Linked DNA regions of Mus musculus: region 1 is linked to region 2. Evidence: chromatin contacts called from public HiChIP or PLAC-seq data. All regions are on one chromosome and are shown on one strand. The core of a region is the stretch at or near the end of the contact, and the rest is flanking DNA. Distances in the headings are between cores, read along the strand shown.

Evidence for each region. HiChIP or PLAC-seq counts read pairs in DNA pulled down with a chosen protein or histone mark.
Region 1: a contact with region 2 is called in an H3K27ac HiChIP or PLAC-seq map of microglia, with 4 times the contacts expected there. The contact joins the enhancer-like site here to the promoter of Ogfrl1 in region 2. A contact is called at or near these places in 3 of 39 promoter capture datasets (fetal liver, macrophages and neutrophils), 3 of 484 Hi-C or Micro-C datasets (macrophages, neutrophils and peritoneal macrophages), 3 of 115 datasets of contacts at active chromatin or transcription factors (bone marrow-derived macrophages and microglia) and 3 of 9 other capture datasets (adipose tissue, liver and pancreatic islet).

What each region holds. Positions count from the first base shown.
Region 1 is chr1:23,416,371-23,422,114 of GRCm38.p6, forward strand. No RefSeq gene overlaps it. Among named protein-coding and RNA genes, the nearest start is that of Gm19673, 19 kb to the left of the region's middle. Within about 2 kb of position 2,806, at least 13 of the 459 cell types and tissues checked have an H3K27ac peak or open chromatin away from gene starts, as enhancers often do. A contact at or near this core is called in microglia, where this site is marked.
Region 2 is chr1:23,381,337-23,387,621 of GRCm38.p6, forward strand. Ogfrl1 (opioid growth factor receptor-like 1) reads right to left here and starts at 1,839. Exons shown (of 7, transcript NM_001081079.1): 1 at 1,479-1,839. The coding sequence starts at 1,715.

The sequences.
Region 1 (5,744 bases), core at 1,556-4,055, 36 kb after region 2:
AAAATTCACAAATACTCTCTAACTCACCATTCATCTTTCTACCAGCCCTGCTTACTAGCAGTGAACAAAATCCATTAATTGGAATTGTGCCCAGACATTACTAGAAGATCGTAACTCATTGATTAAGAGTAATGAGAATTAGGTACCTAATTGAGATAAAGACTAATGCGGGCTGCTTTACACTGAAAAGAGCCAGATTTCATTTGCACTTGACACTAATTACTGCCTTTTTCTTGAATTGCTCCCTCCACTATAAGAGATCTGAATTTCTAGCTGGTATAACAACCTTCTTGATTGAGTTCCTGTTCTGTATCTCAGACTTTGATGCTTTCTCAAACTCGATGGACTCCAAGTCAAATTCGTTTGACATAAGTAAATAAGTAAGTAAGTGAGTAAACAAACAAACAAACAAATAAGATTTGTTGGAGTGGAAAGATGGCTCAGTGGTTAAGAACATGGACTGCTCTTCCAGAGGTGATGAGTTCAAGTCCCAGCAACTACATGGTGGCTCACAACCATCTGTAATGAGATTGGATGCCCTCTTCTGGGGTCTCTGAAGACAGCTACAGTATATATAAATGTGTGTGTGTGTGTGTGTGTGTGTGTGTGTGTGTGTGTGTGTGTATAATTAAAAAAAAACATTTGTTGTCCATTATTTTGTAAATGCCAGGCATGAAGCTGAGGAGCTAGAGATGAAACTGTGGTTTTCTTTTTTGTTTGTTGTTTTTGTTTTTGTTTTTGTTGTTGTTGTTTTTCAAGACAGGGTTTCTCTTTGTAGTTCTGGCTGTCCTGGAACTCACTCTGTAGACCAGGCTGGCCTCCAACTCAGAAATCCACCTGCCTCTGCTTCTGCCTCTGCCTCCGGAGTGCTGGGATTAAAGGTGTGTGCCACCATGCCCGGCGAAATTGTGGTCTTCAAGGTAATGCTAAAGAAATGAGCTCCCAGACCCTGTCTCCCTACCACTAGTCATTTCTTTCCTTTTAAACTACCTAATCTGTCATACCTGTATATAAGGTATGGGTTTCCAACAGTGTGGTTTATTGAGACAGTGCTGCACAAGATTCACTGAGACACTATTCTCAGAATAAAAGGGCCAAGGTCAACAAGGCAGGGGATGGAACTAAGGCCTGGGTCCTTGTTGAAGCCCACCTGCAGCACAGTCTCAAGGCAGGCCTGCAGCATAAATGATTCCTTTTAGTTGTTCCTAGGCGGACATAGGAAGGAGTAACTTCTGTAGCTCCATGCCAACTAACCATGCATAGATGGCTGTATCCCTGCAAAGTGCTATTGTAAAGTACTCACATTTCTACTGTCCTGTCTTTCCATAGACAAAAAGAGGGCCTCCGTGATCTACTATCAGCCTACTTACAAAGCAGCTCAAGAAACTGCACACCAGCTGATAAGGACATGGTCGGCAAAACATCATCACTATCTTGAGGGTCAGAATGACTATGTGTCAAGCCATGCCTGACTTTTCATTCAGCCTTGTTTGGTTTTTTATGTGGGAATCTCATTGGAGCAACAGTTACCCCAGGCTGGCCTTGAACATTCAATCCTTCTGCCTCAGCTTCCTGAATGCTGAGAGGACAGGCCTGTGTCACCATGCCCACCCTGCTTTGCTATTTCTTCCTTGTATTTTCCTTAGCCTTTTGCTTCTCCTTTAATCCCAACTGCCATATAGCATAGCTCAAGTGTTACTAGAATTGACTGACATTTACCCCACAATTCCATTCTCATAATCAGCCTGAGAGCTTCCATATGCAAGCAATAGTCCCTCCAATGGTCAAAGGCACTGTTGGTAACTCATACATTACCATTGTTTTGATGTGTTCTCCAGAGACCCATGTGGATCTTGACACCTTACCAGTGGTGCCAATGAAAAATGATGAAACCTTCAAAAGACTGGGTTTAGTCGGGCAGGGGAGTGTTTCTGGATACTTAGCATATGCTCTTAAAGAGGAGAGTGGGAGCCTGGCTCTTTCATGACTTTCTATCTGCTTACTAGCTTTAATAAAATAAGCAGTTTGCTTTAGGATTTGACAGCCTGGACAAAGGCCAAAAGCCATGAGGCCAACCCACCTCGGACTGAAACTTCCAAAACCACAAGGAAAGCCAACCTTCTCCCTTTGTGGGTCAAATTATCTCACACATTTATGGTGGTGGTGGAAAGCTAACACAGACACACTGGAAAAGCCTTTCTTGGCCTAAAAGAGACAATCTCTAATTGGGCTCCCAAAGCTGCAGATGTTCTAATAGCATAAAAGAAGACAGGCTTCCAAGTCTGCGTGGGACTTATAAATTTTGTATGTGGTGAATGACACTGCTTTTTTAAAAAGTTCTCTCTGAGGGTCTATGAAAAACATATTTTTATATCAAATATACTCACCACTGCCACTTCTGAAAGGTCTGGCCAAAAAGAAATGACATTTAAATAAAAACGTTGGTTAAAAGTGAAAATAATAATAATAATAAATCAGATGCAGTTAAAGAACATCGAGGTCTAGAGAGAAAGGAAATAGGCTCGACTGTATTAGGTTTATCACCTCTAATGTTTATATCAAAGTTCAGGGCACAAACAATCCTAATCAATACTCCAATTAACAAAAGAGCAAACAAAAGTGTGTAGATATATCTCTCACTATAGTTCAGAATGCAAGGGAGCAAAGACAGTGAATACCCGGGCCATGATCCCAGGAACCATGGAGCCCAGAGTGGAAACTGCCATGGAGACCTCTGAGACCTGTGTCAGCCAGCATCAGGCATGGTCTCCTTCTTCTCTCAGTTCCTCTTTTAGCACAAAACACTAGTGCAAATGCATTGGTAGATAGTGTTTCTGCACTTGCTCTAAGCAGCAGCAGGAAACCAAGAGGCCTGTGTAGTCAATTTGACTACATCTAGAATTAACTAAAACATAAATGGCTAGGCTCACCTGTTAGGGTTTTTTTTTTCCCCATAATTAAATCACTTGAACTGGGAAGAACCACTTTTACTTGGAATCCTTTGAGGTGGGAAGATCCACCTTTAATAGGGAACATACTTTCTGATTACAGTCTATATGAAGGACATGGAAGAAGGAAGCTTGCTGTCTCTGCCTGATGCTCTCACTAGCAAGCCCCTTCCTTTACTGGCATTAGAGCCTACTTCTTCAGAATTCCAGTGTATACTGAAGGCAAGCTGAGACGTTGAGACTCATGAACTGAACAACTACTGGATTCTTGGTATCTTCCATTGGCAGACAGCCATGGTTGGATTAGCAGGACTATAACCTATAAGACATTCTAGTAAATCCCTTTTCTGTGCAATTGTTCTATATATGTTCAGTTCCTCTAAAGAATCTTTTTTTTCCCATTTTTATTAGGTATTTAGCTCATTTACATTTCCAATGCTATATCAAAAGTCCCCCATACCCACCCACCCCCACTCCCCTACCCACCCACTCCCCCTTTTTGGCCCTGGCGTTCCCCTGTACTGGGGCATATAAAGTTTGCATGTCCAATGGGCCTCTCTTTCCAGTGATGGCCGACTAGGCCATCTTTTGATACATATGCAGCTAGAGTCAAGAGCTCCAGGGTATTGGTTAGTTCATAATGTTGTTCCACCTATAGGGTTGCAGATCCCTTTAGCTCCTTGGCTACTTTCTCTAGCTCCTCCATTGGGAGCCCTGTGATCCATCCATTAGCTGACTGTGAGCATCCACTTCTGTGTTTGCTAGGCCCCGGCATAGTCTCACAAGAGACAGCTACATCTGGGTCCTTTCGATAAAATCTTGCTAGTGTATGCAATGGTGTCAGCGTTTGGATGCTGATTATGGGGTGGATCCCTGGATATGGCAGTCTCTACATGGTCCATCCTTTCATCTCAGCTCCAAACTTTGTCTCTGTAACTCCTTCCATGGGTGTTTTGTTCCCAATTCTAAGGAGGGGCATAGTGTCCACACTTCAGTCTTCATTCTTCTTGAGTTTCATGTGTTTAGCAAATTGTATCTTAGCAAATTGTATCCTCTAAAGAATCTTAATACAAGGCCAGAATTGGTCTCTGGCAGCAAAGAGACTTTGGTTCAGTCTACTCATGGATGGTAGAAAAATGCCAAACTCTTTCAGGGGTACCCTGTATCCCCCAAACACACCATAAGGATAACTTTTTCATTTCATGTCACAAAATTCAAGGCCACCAGGTTGAAGCAGCTCTTGGTCTTTTTGCAAACTGAGCAGTTTGGACCATAATTCACCATCACCTGACAAGATTCTTTCCAAGTTTGAGCCTTCATTCAAACTCCACCCAGGACTGTGAAAAGGACCAGCGTTTCCAAATGCCAGTCCATGAAATTTTAGAAAAACAGAACCTAGTTCTTATGATGTCCAGTGGGCTGCTTTCAAGAGTCTCATGCCTTCTCCAGAACATTCCATGTTCTCATGACTCTTTCATCTTCATGGAGGCTGTCCCAAAGCACTTTGGAAATGTTTATATATCTGGCTGGTGCTAATCAAGAGGTCTGTGTACCAACGAGGCTCTTTTGTTTAGTCTTTGTCTAGTCTTCAATGAGTTTGGGTAGGAACATGCTGAAGTTTGAGCCTCAGCTTTATCAGACAGAATGGGGAGCTCAACTCTAGCCCGAGTTGATAAAACACCGTGCAAATATAATTTATGGTGTGCTAGTTATTTGGATTGCACTACATAACACTCCTTTTCCCTGCTGCTTTGCATTTGAAAGAATTGCTCATTACATAATTGAAATACTTTTTTACCATTTGCAAAATTGACTTTTGATTAATACACCTTTTGCTAATTGACCTTCCAGTTTGTTCTTTCCTTCGGGTTTCTAGAATATGCCTGTCCCTTGCCTTCTTTGCCTACCTTGCCAAAATCCAATCATGGATGAATTCTGTTTGATTTCTCTCTTGCCAGTGCACTGGTTATGTGCACTTGGGAATGTGCAGGGGTGGACAGGATTCACCCAATAAGCTCAGCTCTAGTCCATGCACTTGGTCTGTTTCAGAGGACCTGCTTCTTTCACAGAGGAATCAGCTTTGAGATATGAACTTTTCCAATTCCAGACAGGGGTTCATCTAATTCAGTGTCCCTCAACCTTCCTGATGCTGTGACCCTTTAATATAGTTCCTCATGTTGTGGTGACCTCTAACTATAAAATTATTTTCATTGCTACTTTCATAACTCTAATCTTGCTACTGTTATGAATTATAATGTAAATATCTGTGTTTTCCAATAGCCTAGGTGAACCCTGTGAAAGGGTTGTTTGACCCCAAAATGAGTCACCACTTACAAGTTGATAACTGCTGATTTAGCTCATCATCCAGGCTTGGTGCAGCTAGTGTGTTCTCCCCTTGTCCTTTCCTAAGCTGACCTATGTATTTTGTTCCATCTTTCCTGTGCCTTCTTTGTGTCCTTACTACCTTCCTGTCCTCTTAAATCCCATTGTGACTCTGCCCCAAGTACCCCCTCTTTCCTTTGCATTGGGTTCTAGGCCGAGACATTCTATCAGTTTCTATGGTTTAATTTACCTTCTAGAGCCTGGTGGCTTTTAAAATAACTTTATGTTTAGGTTTGTAAACGTGAGACATGTACAGCAAACAAATTAGAGTCCTGAAATTTATGAAAAACCTGCTGTGCTCTATCGGCCAACTCTTCCCTAGCCAGAGCCTCACACACTGGAGGCACCTTTTTAACTACCACAGTTTTTGTGCTGCTGGGCTCTGTGATCTTTGTTTCTACTCCGGCTTCAGTG
Region 2 (6,285 bases), core at 589-3,088:
CTTTCACCCCAGGTTTCCTCACCTCAGTTAGTGGTACCATCTTTTGTCTAACGTTTACAGAGATGGATGAGAGCAAAGACAGTGAGCGGGTGAAACCAGTCTGCAACCTCCTTTAAAGGGGGAACTGACCGGTCCGCATAGTGGGCAAATAGAGTAAGGAGTCAAAACAGCGTCACAACGATTATTTAAGAAGTCTGGTGGAACTTCCAGGAACAAAAATTAACAATTAAAGGATGCTCTATTCTTACTCAGGTTGCAGAGTATTTGTTGAAATGGTATGTTATTTTACAATTGACCTAGTTAATTGTATTAACAAGTTTTGTTTTTGTTTCTTTAATTCCAAACTTCTCAGTGGCTATTTGCTATTTACTTGGAAGACAAATGGGAGGATAAGACGCTGAAATGTGGCATGCGCTATTGTTTTGGGGTTGAGCACATAACACTAAGTGCAAAATACAAACGGGAACAGAAGACAAGGGCGGCCAAGATCTCATTAGCAGGGCCAAGGCCCTCACTTTGGCCACAGACATACTTTTCTCCTCGTATGCTTTGGGCAAGATTTCCTTTAAGGCTCACAGTTCTCCAAAATGGGGAATTAAAACGGACCGCACACCTGGAAATTGCATTCCATTCAATAACACGCTCAATTAACCTGGATGGGAAGGCTCGGACTTCCTGGAAAGGTGATGCTTCCCCTAAAGTCACATTGGATTTTGGGCTCCATTTTCCTTCAAGTTGTAAGAGGGAGGCCTAATACAGAACCACCAACCTTAAACGGTGCAGACTTCTTTAAAAATATACAGTTCCTCCTTTTAAAAGTTTCTGAAGCCACAAGAGGTTAAGGGACGCCATCTATCTCTCTTCTAACCTATCTACCTAATTGTATTGGTCAACTGACTTAAGCTTGGTTGGATCAACAAGTCTTCTGGGTGAACGTAAATGTTAAAGGAATACTCAAGTCGTTGAAAGGTTTCTCTTGGGGAAATGAACGGTGTTATTTTAAGTTTGCTCAGGAACCTTCTGTGATACTTTTAATGCCCGTTGGACCCTCGCTGGGAGGGGGAGGCTGCGGGCCGCTTCACAACTGCAGTTGTCTTGCTCTGAATAATATTTTAAATCTTTTTTTAAAAAATTAAAATTAAAAAAAAATCAATAACAGGCACTGGCCGGGTCCTCCTCACAATCTTCTATTTTTAGTTTAGTTCCTCCCACCCCACCTTCGCATCACCCAGCTGCGCTGCAGAGGCAAAGAGAACACCGAGTGGGGTCGGGGTCTGCCTTGGGGAGACTTCCCTGCGAGGTTCACAGCAAGGCCCCCTGGGCTAGCAGCTAGCCACCTGGGCACCGCAGGCTCCCTTAGGTCGGGTGCCCGGGCCAAGCACGCCGAGCATCCCGCCCTGCATCCCCGGGGGCAGTCCCCTCCCGGGCGCCGGGAGCACGACCTCGCCGGGCCCACCGTGGGTCCCGGGGCCGCGTACCTGCTCCGCGCCCGCCGCCTCGGCGTGGTCCTCGGGCACGGGGCTGGCGCGGGGCCGCCCTCCGGCTCTCTCGGGAGGTTGCTTGGGCTGCTCCGGCTCGTCGTGCTGCTGGCCCTCGCCACCGCCTGCCGGCCCCGGCTGCTCGGGCTCGGGCTCCGAATCGGTCTGCCAGGTGGAGTCGCAGTCCTCCACGGTGGTGGGCTCGCGGAAGCTGACCCCGCCGAGCAGGTTGCCCATTGAAGAGGCGGCGGCGGGCGCGGGCTGCGGTAGCGCGCTAGGGCCCGGGCATGGCCGCGCTCCGCTCGCTCGGGGCGCAGGCGGCTGCTCGCCCGGCCCGCGCCGCACAGCTCAGCGCGGCCGCCGGCGCTCCGGCGCACAGGCGGGGAGGAGCCGGGCCCCCCGGAGCCGCCGCCGCACGCGTCCCAGCCAGCCCATCCCGCCGCCGCCCCGCCCTGCCCCGCCCCGCCCCAGCGAAGCCAACCCACTCCCGAGCGCGCGGCACCAGCTCCACCGGGACGCGCCCCCCTCCACGGTCCCCGGGAGTGGCCAGGGGTCAGCTGCCCCGCCCCCTGTGGACCGGGATCCGCCCCCTTGGGGCTCCTCCCAGCCAAGCGAGAAGCCTGATCCCGCCCAGGTCAGAGAGTGGAAGGAGGTGTCTCCATCAGCAGACCGGTCCTGCCCACACCCCCGCCCCCACTGGCTGCTCCAAGAGGAAGACAAATTAGCCACAGCAGAAGACAAAAGCTAATCTTGACAGTGCACCCTCTAAACAGGAAATCCAAGCTTCGGGAACAGTACTTAAGGCCACCTAGAATCCCTGCGGTCTATAAAATAAAAGTCAGAGCTCTCTGTCCCCTCATCTTAAAAGCAAACTTCTCTCGAAACAAAGGAGCAAGAAGAATTAGGCCAGCACATTTATTTCATCAGTGAGTAGTCCACATTTGTGCTCTGGGCAGAAAAACGTCGGCATTTATACAATGAACAGGCTGGTTCTAAGTGGAGTGCTGAAGACTATGGTTCTAAGGACCAGAGGCAAACCTGCTGTAAGAATACTTCTAGGCAAAATAACAACCAAAGCATCTGAAAATGGCAGAGCGTGAAACCAACTCCAGGAGCTAGTGGCCCGATGCCTGCACCTGAGTCTTGATGGGATTTTTTCTGCCGTGGGACATTGCCTGGGATCATGGGTTAGTTTTATTAGATGCATCAATTGTACTCAGAACTAGTAATTAAATAGATTGCAAATCCAGGTAGATGGGTATTGCTTAAGGAAGATTTGGCTAGAAGATGCCTCTCCACAGATAAATCAGTGGTTGTTTCTTTCCAAACTTCACAGTAGGGTGTGACTCTACTAGCAGTTTCTGGCTTTGGACAGGTCACGTAACTTCTTGAGACCCCGGTAGTCTCCTCATCTTCAAAATGAAGCCAGGTTTTTCTCTCTGGAATGGCATCTAGCTTCACCTTTAATGACCTTATGACTATCAGGGGCCACACAAAAAGAACGTTCTGGTCAGATATTCATTCATAAAAACTGATGATATTAGGATGAAGTCCTTGTCAGATCCAAACAAAATTAGAACTTGACAGTATTATTGGGGGAGGGGTGTTCATACCTGTCTGAGGTAGGGAGTTTCTTGGTTGATAAGATGTTTGTTTTAATAGGCCAGCTTGCTTTGCGCACCTCTCCCACAACAGGGGGTCGGGAAGGGGATAGGATTATCTGTAACATTAAGACTGCAGCAGTCCATACGAATGCTCACGCAGAGAATTTGCCTAGCAATCCTACAAACTATACAAGGGAACCCACCTCAAGACCTTCTTCCCCCCTCCTCCAAAACCCAAAGTCTTGATATTCAAGACGTTTTTGTAAGTTTATCTCTTTTTAAATTTAGAGTCGAATCCTTCCTCAAACCCTGTTGACTATATCTGTGGTTAATTCTTGTTCGTCTCCTCTCTCCCAGGGCTCTGCTCATCCCAAATAAATGTCACTGCAGAGAACCTCTGATCATGGTTTATGTTGACAATGACTTAGTGAGAAAAAAAAAAAAAAAGTATGGGGCAGCTGTAGAACAAATCAATCTGACACTGTTAAAATTCAGGGATTCCATTTGTCTTCCATCAGAACCGGACTAGAATACACTGCAAAGTGAACATTTAGTCCAAGATCGGAGCTGAAAGCCTAGTGGTAATGTGCCCAGGTGCTCTACCTGTTTCCCACCTGTATTGTAGAATAAGTCCATTGCAATGTCTTTGCTGTCCTGTAATTAGGAGTCTATTTTCCCTGCTCCCAGAATGTCGTAGTTGCATGGAGTTCTTTGTCTAGGGTTGAGGCCCCATGAGACTTCCCCCTTTTCGTGTTAGCATGTCTATCGGTGCCATCCCTGTTCAGCTCATGTTCATGAGTCTTCCTGGGTGTAGCTTCCCTGACAGGTCTAGAAGAGGAAATCGCAAAGCAAACTCCTGTTTCTCTGGCTCTTTCAGGGTTTCCCCTACCTCTTCCACTATATGCAACAATAATTTTTTTAAAAACATAGTTTGTGAACTTGATTTTTAAAAATAAATAGAAGGGAGTAGGGTACATGGGAAGGGTTGGAGGGAGGAAAGGGAAGGATAAAAATAATATAATCATATTTTAATTTCAAAATTTAAAAAAAAGAGAGAAAGAGAAAGATAGAGTTTTAACCCTCACTCTTGAATTGGTTATAATCTACCTTAAAAAATAGAACCTGGAATAAGATATATTTTAAGATTTTCAAAGTTAAGCCAAAGGGAACTTTGCATTTTCAGTATATTAGTTTGGGTTATTCCCTCTGATAGCTCTGGGCTGACATGTAAATTCAACTCCTATGATAGTGCCTCGCCGAAAAGGCCACTGGATGTGGACCCTGGCCAGGTCTGCCGACTAACCCCTGCCTCTCAGTATCTCCTATGAAATGTGAATGGCTTCATGTTGACTTCATCCACCAGATAAATCTCATTCAGTAAGATTCATTGATCCTACTTGGAACAAAATAAACACCCAATAGAGCACTGCTCAAATTTCTGAGTCGTAAAATTTGATAAAATGACTACTGTTTTTAGGTCACTAAATTCTGAAGTGCTCTGTTATACAGTGGGGAGCGTGCATGCAAGCATACATATATTTACATATATAATCATAAGTAACTGCTACAGTTAAGCTCCTACATTTTCTTATACCTTTTGATCTTTTTATTAGTTTTTTAATAGGGTTATAGATCATCTGCCAAGGTGTGAAATGTGTTTATTGGTGAATGTAGTTTTAGGTGAGAAATTATAAAAGCATAGTATAGAAAAACTCTTAGAGTAAGTTTAAAGCAATAATATGCCTACATTGTATTCAACATATGTTTTTAATAGTTAATTCTGAATATCTCTTAGGCCCTGTAATAAAGGAATTACCCTTAATGAAGAATGTTTTAAAAACTTCCTACCTTTGAGAGCATACAACATTCTTGAATTAACAGTTAAGTGTGTTTCTAGAAATGCATCCTTTTGCTGGATATGGTAGCATATAAGGGTTAGTACTATTGTAAGGATGCACTGTGACCAAAAAGGCAACTCAGGGAGGAAAAGGTTCACTTCATCTTTCAAATGTCAGGTCATGATCCTCCTCTTAGGGAAGTCAGAGCAGGAATGGAAACACAGCAGGAATAGAGTCAGGGAGGAATGCTGCTTACTGGCTTGTTCCCTATGGCTTGCTCAGCCTGCTTTCTTATAGTACCAGGGCCATCAGCCCAGGGGTGTCCCCAACTACAATGTGAAAGGCCATCCCACATCAATCACTAATTAAGAAAATGCCCTAGGCTTACCTTCAAGAGGAATTTTCATTGAAGCTCTTTCCTCTCAGATGACTTTCAATTGTATCTAGTCAATATAAAACTAGTCAGCATAGCCCCTGTGGTGCTGGCTACTCAGAAGACTACAGTAGGGGGGTTAATTTAGCCCTGGAGTTCAAAATTAACCCAAGAAACAGGGGGAAATTGACTGAAAACAAAATAAATTTCAATACTTAACCCATAACCAGGAATCACCTTTAGTGTATGTTAGGTCTAGTCATTATTCTTCTAAAACATCTTTCAAGAGTATCAAATTGAACACTGTCCTGGTTCGAGTGGGTTTGGCCGCATAGACTGGTATTTGAATGCTTGGCCCACTATTAGGAAGTGTGTCTTTGTTGGAGTAGGCATGGCCTCGTTGGAGGAACTGTATCACTGTGGGGGTGGCTCCACCAAGGGTGGAAGCCAAACTTCTGGCTGACTTAGGATCAGGATGTAGAACTCTTTCTTCAGCACCATGTCTACCTGGATGCTTCCATGTTTCCCATTGTGCTGATACTGTGTGACTGAACCTCTGGAAACCCAAACTAAGACAAGCACTACTGCAATTTGTATGAGGAATGAAGAGAAAAGTACCCTCCGAATAAATAATAATGAAACATGGTTCCTGCCTCCCTGCATTCAGATTCTTCCCAATTCACACAGGTACTACTGCACCTCCCCAGGGTAATTCTGCTTTCAATTTTGTTTGGGGAGCATTGAAATGTCTTAAAGAGTAATGGACATTTCAGAAACTAAACCTTTCGGGTAGATTCCCAAATACATCAGATATAACTTGATTTTTATGGTGAGTTGTGTTTTAAGAATATTAATGAAGAAGCTCTATTGTTGACTATGTCCTTTGGGAATCTTCCAAATAAAACCAGAGGTCAGCTAAGGCCCAGTTTACCTAACCCCACAGCAGCAGCCCATAGAATCCTAGAGGTGGAAAGAAAAAAGATGCCTCAAAG